2 separate regions of the Mus musculus genome follow, and region 1 is linked to region 2. The links are chromatin contacts, called in public Hi-C maps. All regions are on one chromosome and are shown on one strand. The core of a region is the stretch at or near the end of the contact, and the rest is flanking DNA. Distances in the headings are between cores, read along the strand shown. Region 1 has its middle 15 kb from the start of Gm51629. Region 2 has its middle 62 kb from the start of Gm51629.

Region 1 (2,700 bases), core at 185-2,684, 76 kb before region 2:
TAGCATTTTGGAATCTAATAGTCATTCTCATTCAAAGGTTTATTTAATCGAATCCATTGGTGTAGGAGGGCTTGTAGAGGGAAAAAACAATCAATGACTGATGCATAGCAGAATATGCCTCTTTTACATGAGAAAATATGAGCAAAACTATAAAAAATTAAAGAGTGGAGGTAGGATGAAACCCTGTTATGCGGATAAAGATTCAGAGAACTACAAGCTTTGTCAGAGGATTAGCAGTATGATGCTTGAAGATTTTAAGTTAAAATATGGAATAATTATAAAATTTGATCCACAGAGACTATAGACTAGATGTGAGATTGAAGGAAGAAAGAACACCCTATTTAGGTGGTGGCCATGGACATCCAAGTGAACAGAGATGAAGCATCAATTTTGGCAGAGACATTGTCCCAATAAAACATAAATATATAAATATAAAGTAGTATTTGTATAAGTACATCTGCAAGCATATATTTAAATATGTATTCAAATTTTACACACACTCAAACACACACATATATGTATATACATTGACATTACATAGGAAGCTTAAATTATAAATTTTTATTTATTGGACTCACAAGAACAGGATACCAGCATGGTTGAGCTCTGGTAATTGTTCTCTTCCTAAATGGTCAACAGTGATCTGTCTTCTTAGATTTAGAAGAAAGGCATGGAATGAGTGGGTGAGAGGGAGGATCAGATAGCTTTGTACGAGACCAAGGACCTACTGAACTCGGCCATTAACTGGTGGACCACCTCCTAAGAGCTCATGTTGCAAAGCAAACTCGGTTCTCAGTCAAACCAGGGATTAGGACTTGGGTACAAATGAACTTCGGAGGATCACAATCAGTCTCCAACAACATTAAAACCTACAGGATATAAGAGGTGGCAGGACAAATATGTGACAGGGAAAAGAGGTCCAGAAAGTTCTGAGAGGCTGAGAACAACACTCAGTGAAGTGGTGGCAGATTTTGAATGGGAGGTTGAAGTAAGACTGGGTTCTAGGCAAGTCTTTATTACACACATGAAGCTGAGTTCCTGGCAGAGCCATAAAGTAAAATATCCATCGGACAGACAACTGACTTATTCATGAAGGGTATGTATGATGTTATGCCATATGAAAGAGAGTGAAACTTTACTTCATATTGAAACAAGACACTGAGGGCTTAACATAGCCAGACTACATTAACATGGACTAAGAACTTCATGTTTATCAGGAAATCTAGCTGCCTACCTATCCAGCCCCATAATTGTGTATTTAATCATGCTTGGCCTTGACAAGTGAGCATAACATTTGAGCGCTGGCTGTTTGTTAAGTCAGATAGTTGCTAATCAATGCCATACCCAGCCTTCCCAGACTCTGGGCTGCTCTGGGTTAGTGACCCAGCAAATCTATGTTTGTGTCCCAGGCACTTAGTGTGGTACTTGCCACAAAGACAGGGGTCTATTAATGTGGAATGAGTCACTCCCTAGAGAAAGAGGCTGAGTCATGGCCACTCCAACAAACTTCACCTCTTGACACTATTTGTCATATAAAACAAAATCATAGGAAGCTAGGCTCCAGGTTTTGCTCTTAATGGAATGTTCTGTACTCTGACAGGTTTGCTGAAGCTGCCACAACAAAGTCTGGAAATGGAAGTTAAAGTTTGAGAAGCCCCACTGCATGCTGGGAAATTGGACTCAATTCACCCATCTACTGTCAAAACACAGAAAGAATATTAAAAAAAATACTTTGCTTAAATCATGGTAGTTTTGAATGAGAACTTGAGTGCTATTTTAATACAACAAAAATAATAGAAAAGCAGGAAACTGTGTTTCACATAACTGGAGTATCACATAGTGCAAGTTACATACATGATTTCCTTGATTGTCACACAAGGAGATACACCATTATCTCCACAAGAAAACCATATAATTTAAAAATTAAATTTATGGTATCTGCTAAAAAAGGAGATTCCCAACTACTACTATCTCATTATTTTCTCTCTCTCTCTCTCTCTCTCTCTCTCTCTCTCTCTCTCTCTCTCTCTCTCTCTCTCTCTCTCTTTCTCTCTCTTTCTCTCTTGTTCCCTCCATGGCTGTCTGTCTGTCTGTCGGTCTGTCTGTCTCTATCTCTCTATGCCTCTCTATTTGTCTATCTGTGTGTCTTTCTCTGTCTCTGATTCTGTGTGTGTATGTGTGTGTGTGTGTACACACATGCTTGTTTGGGTACATGTGTGTATGTGTACACACATGCTTGTTTGGGTATAGGTGGGTATGAGTGTATGTATAAGTGCACCTGGCTGGGAAGAGAGCAACTTCTAGTGTTCCTTTTCAGAACTCTCCCATCAGCCTGGAGCCTATTGAAGAGCCAATGGTGACTGGCAAGAAAACAACACTAGAGTTGCAAGCATGTTTGTCACCATGCCCAGCTTTTGTAAGTCCTGGGAGTTGAACTCAAATCCTCTTGCTTACATAGAAAATACTTGGTTAACTTTCTAGTCCCAACACATAAATGTCTTCTATTAAATAAAAGAAATGAAAATCACAGAAAAGATTGAAATCATTCATAACTCTGAGAAACTGCTCAGTCTGTGCATATATTCATGATATATGTAATAGAATATATGTATACATGTATATATATGTATATACATATATATACACACACACATATATATATAATACACATATATATGTGTGTGTGTGTATTATATATTT
Region 2 (2,700 bases), core at 43-2,542:
TTCAGAGTCCTAGGTAATATACCAACAGTTTATTTCAAATTCAATTCAGCTGTTGTAGAGAATGTACTTTACATGATTGAATTCTTTTTTATTTAAATACAAGGGTAGAACCCAGGACCTCACACCTTAAGCTACATCCTCATAATGTCATTCTCTTAAATGTGCTAAAGCTTATTTTTATTTTTAAAATTTATTTTATGTGTGGCATTTAACATCATTGATATTCTCTGTGGTATTATCAAGAGTTCACTGAGAATGTATCCGAGACTCACATATATTATATACAGAAGACTATATAAAAGACCATGTCAAAGCACAGATGAAAATATCCATGGATTCAGATTAGGCAAAGAATTCTTAATTATAATTCCAAAACCATTAGCTCCTCCCACAAAATGAACAAATCAATATTAAAACCTTTTGTTTTTCAAATGGCTTCATTATTAAAAACCTTAGCAAACAATATTGGAAAGAATATGTTCAAATTATTTTGCTTATAAAGGACATATATCCAGAAATTATAAAGAATTCTCACTGTGTAGTGTTTAAGGAGATAAACATCCCCATTATGTATTAAAAATGAGACAGTTATTCATATTGCTGATTATCCATCACAATAATATTATAACAGGCACTTCACTACCAAGGGTATAATAACAGCAGTTAAGAACATACAGAGAGGGTTCGTATCATGAATCAATATGAAATTCTAATTCAAATTGCAACAAGATGTTACTAATACACACTAAAATGTGTTCAGTTCAAAAGATAAACAAAAATGTCAAGTGCTGATATGGCTGTGAGCAGGGAAAACCCTAGGGATTGTAGATTAATATAAGATTACAGAAGTGAGCATCTACTTTGCATAGCTTTTAGTCCACTTTAAAAACTTAAGAATATACCTACCACATGACCTAACTATTCTATTCTCATCCACTTAGCCTAGAAAAAAAAATCTTCGTGCTCATAGGAGCATAACATCCAATATTCAAAAAATGGAAGTCGTCCAAACATCTATCACTTAGGAAGTTGAATGAACCAAGTATGACAGATTTCTGTGCTAGGACACAGTGCTGTCTCAGGGCCCAGACACTGACACATGAAACAACCAGGATAAACACTGAGGCATTTTGCTAAATTGAAGGAGCCAGATACAAAGAACTTCCTGTGTGACTTTATTCGAATGGCATTTTATAAAAAGCAAAGCTGCCAAGCCCACAAGGAGATCACTAGTGGCCAAGGCCAGGGGTGGGAACAGCAACTGATCATAACTAGCGTGGGAATTCAGTGTGGTGTCTCTAGAGCGCCACAGCTGGAATGGGAGCACGCCACTGAGCTCTTCAGTGCTCATCAAATATCGTTTGTACTGGGAGGGTGGATTGGTTTGTTTATTTGCTTGCTTTTTGAGGGAGGGTTTCTCTGTGTGTCCCTGGCTGTCCTAAACCAGGGTGATCTTGAACTCAGAGATCCAGGAGCATCTACTCCCCAAGTGCTGGGATTACAGATGATTAGAAAATTTTTAACATGCAAAATATATCCCTATAAATGTGTTAAACTGTACAATTGGCTGCTAAATGGGTTGTTATATAAATGTTCATTAATCGGTATTGTTTATACTGACATACTTATTGATATCCTCTCTGCTTTCTTTAATTCTCAGATGGAATCTCAAGAATTGAAATCCACAGCTATAATTATATAATTGTCCCTATTTCCTTTTATTTCCATTAAAAATTTCCAACATGCATTTTCTACAACTAAAATAAAATGCATCCTTTTAGTGCACATGTGTGATAATCATTATTAATACACATGTAGGACTTCTTACATCTTATTGATGAATTGATACCTATCATAATTCATTTTCCTCCTTTTCTGGTAATATGGTTTTGATGAAATTTACTTTGAATAATATTAATGTATTAGTTTGGGTTTCTATTGCTGTGATGTAACACCCTGAGTACAAAAAGCAAGTTGGGGAGAAAAGCATTTATTTAGTTTACACTTCCATTTTGCTGTTCATTATTGAAGGAAGTCAGGGCAAGAACTCAAACATGGCAGGAACCAGGAGGTAGGAGCACATGCAAAGGCCATGGCGCAGTGTTATTTACTGGCTAGCTTCCCAAGGATTCCTCAGTCTGCTTTCTTATAGAACCCTGGGCCAGTAGCCCAGGGATGGCACCATCCTTTATGGGCTAGGCTCTCTCCCACTGATCACTAATTGGGGGAAAAGCCCTAAAGCTGGATCTTGTAGAGGCATTACCTCAACTGAGGCTCCTCCCTCTATGATGACCCCAAGTTTGTGTCAAGTTGACACTCAAAACCAGCCACTAAAATTAATATAATAATGCCACACATTTTAACAATTATGTAGCATGTATTCCATGCCATACTTTTAGCATGAGGACTGTGGTGTTATCCCAGAACCTATGTATTCCAGCTTGAGTATGGTGGTCACCTGTAATCTCAAGTCTAAATTGTTAGAAACAAGCAGGTCCCTGAGGTTCACTGGCCAGCCAGTCTTTCAGATTCACTGAGCTCCAACTTCATTGGGAAACCATGTCTTGAAAATTAAGGAAGAGGGAAATGGAGAAAAACACATTTAAGTGGATTGAAGTCAACCTCTGGCCTCCAGGTGATCACAAGTGCATACATACATGCATACACACACACACACACACACACACACACACACACACA

What was found. A called contact is a pair of places that touch in the nucleus more often than the background predicts.
Region 1: a contact with region 2 is called in a Hi-C map of muscle stem cells, with 2.1 times the contacts expected there. The contact joins two enhancer-like sites. A contact is called at or near these places in 3 of 39 promoter capture datasets (the C10 cell line, hippocampal neurons and pre-B cells), 1 of 484 Hi-C or Micro-C datasets (muscle stem cells), 3 of 115 datasets of contacts at active chromatin or transcription factors (neural progenitor cells, pancreatic cancer cells and stem cell-derived neural progenitor cells) and 3 of 9 other capture datasets (adipose tissue, liver and pancreatic islet).

Annotation. Positions count from the first base shown.
Region 1 is chr1:66,243,830-66,246,529 of GRCm38.p6, reverse strand. It overlaps a transcript of Map2 not described here. Among named protein-coding and RNA genes, the nearest start is that of Gm51629, 15 kb to the right of the region's middle. Within about 2 kb of position 1,434, at least 34 of the 459 cell types and tissues checked have an H3K27ac peak or open chromatin away from gene starts, as enhancers often do. A contact at or near this core is called in muscle stem cells, where this site is marked.
Region 2 is chr1:66,167,458-66,170,157 of GRCm38.p6, reverse strand. No RefSeq gene overlaps it. Among named protein-coding and RNA genes, the nearest start is that of Gm51629, 62 kb to the left of the region's middle. Within about 2 kb of position 1,292, at least 14 of the 459 cell types and tissues checked have an H3K27ac peak or open chromatin away from gene starts, as enhancers often do. A contact at or near this core is called in muscle stem cells, where this site is marked.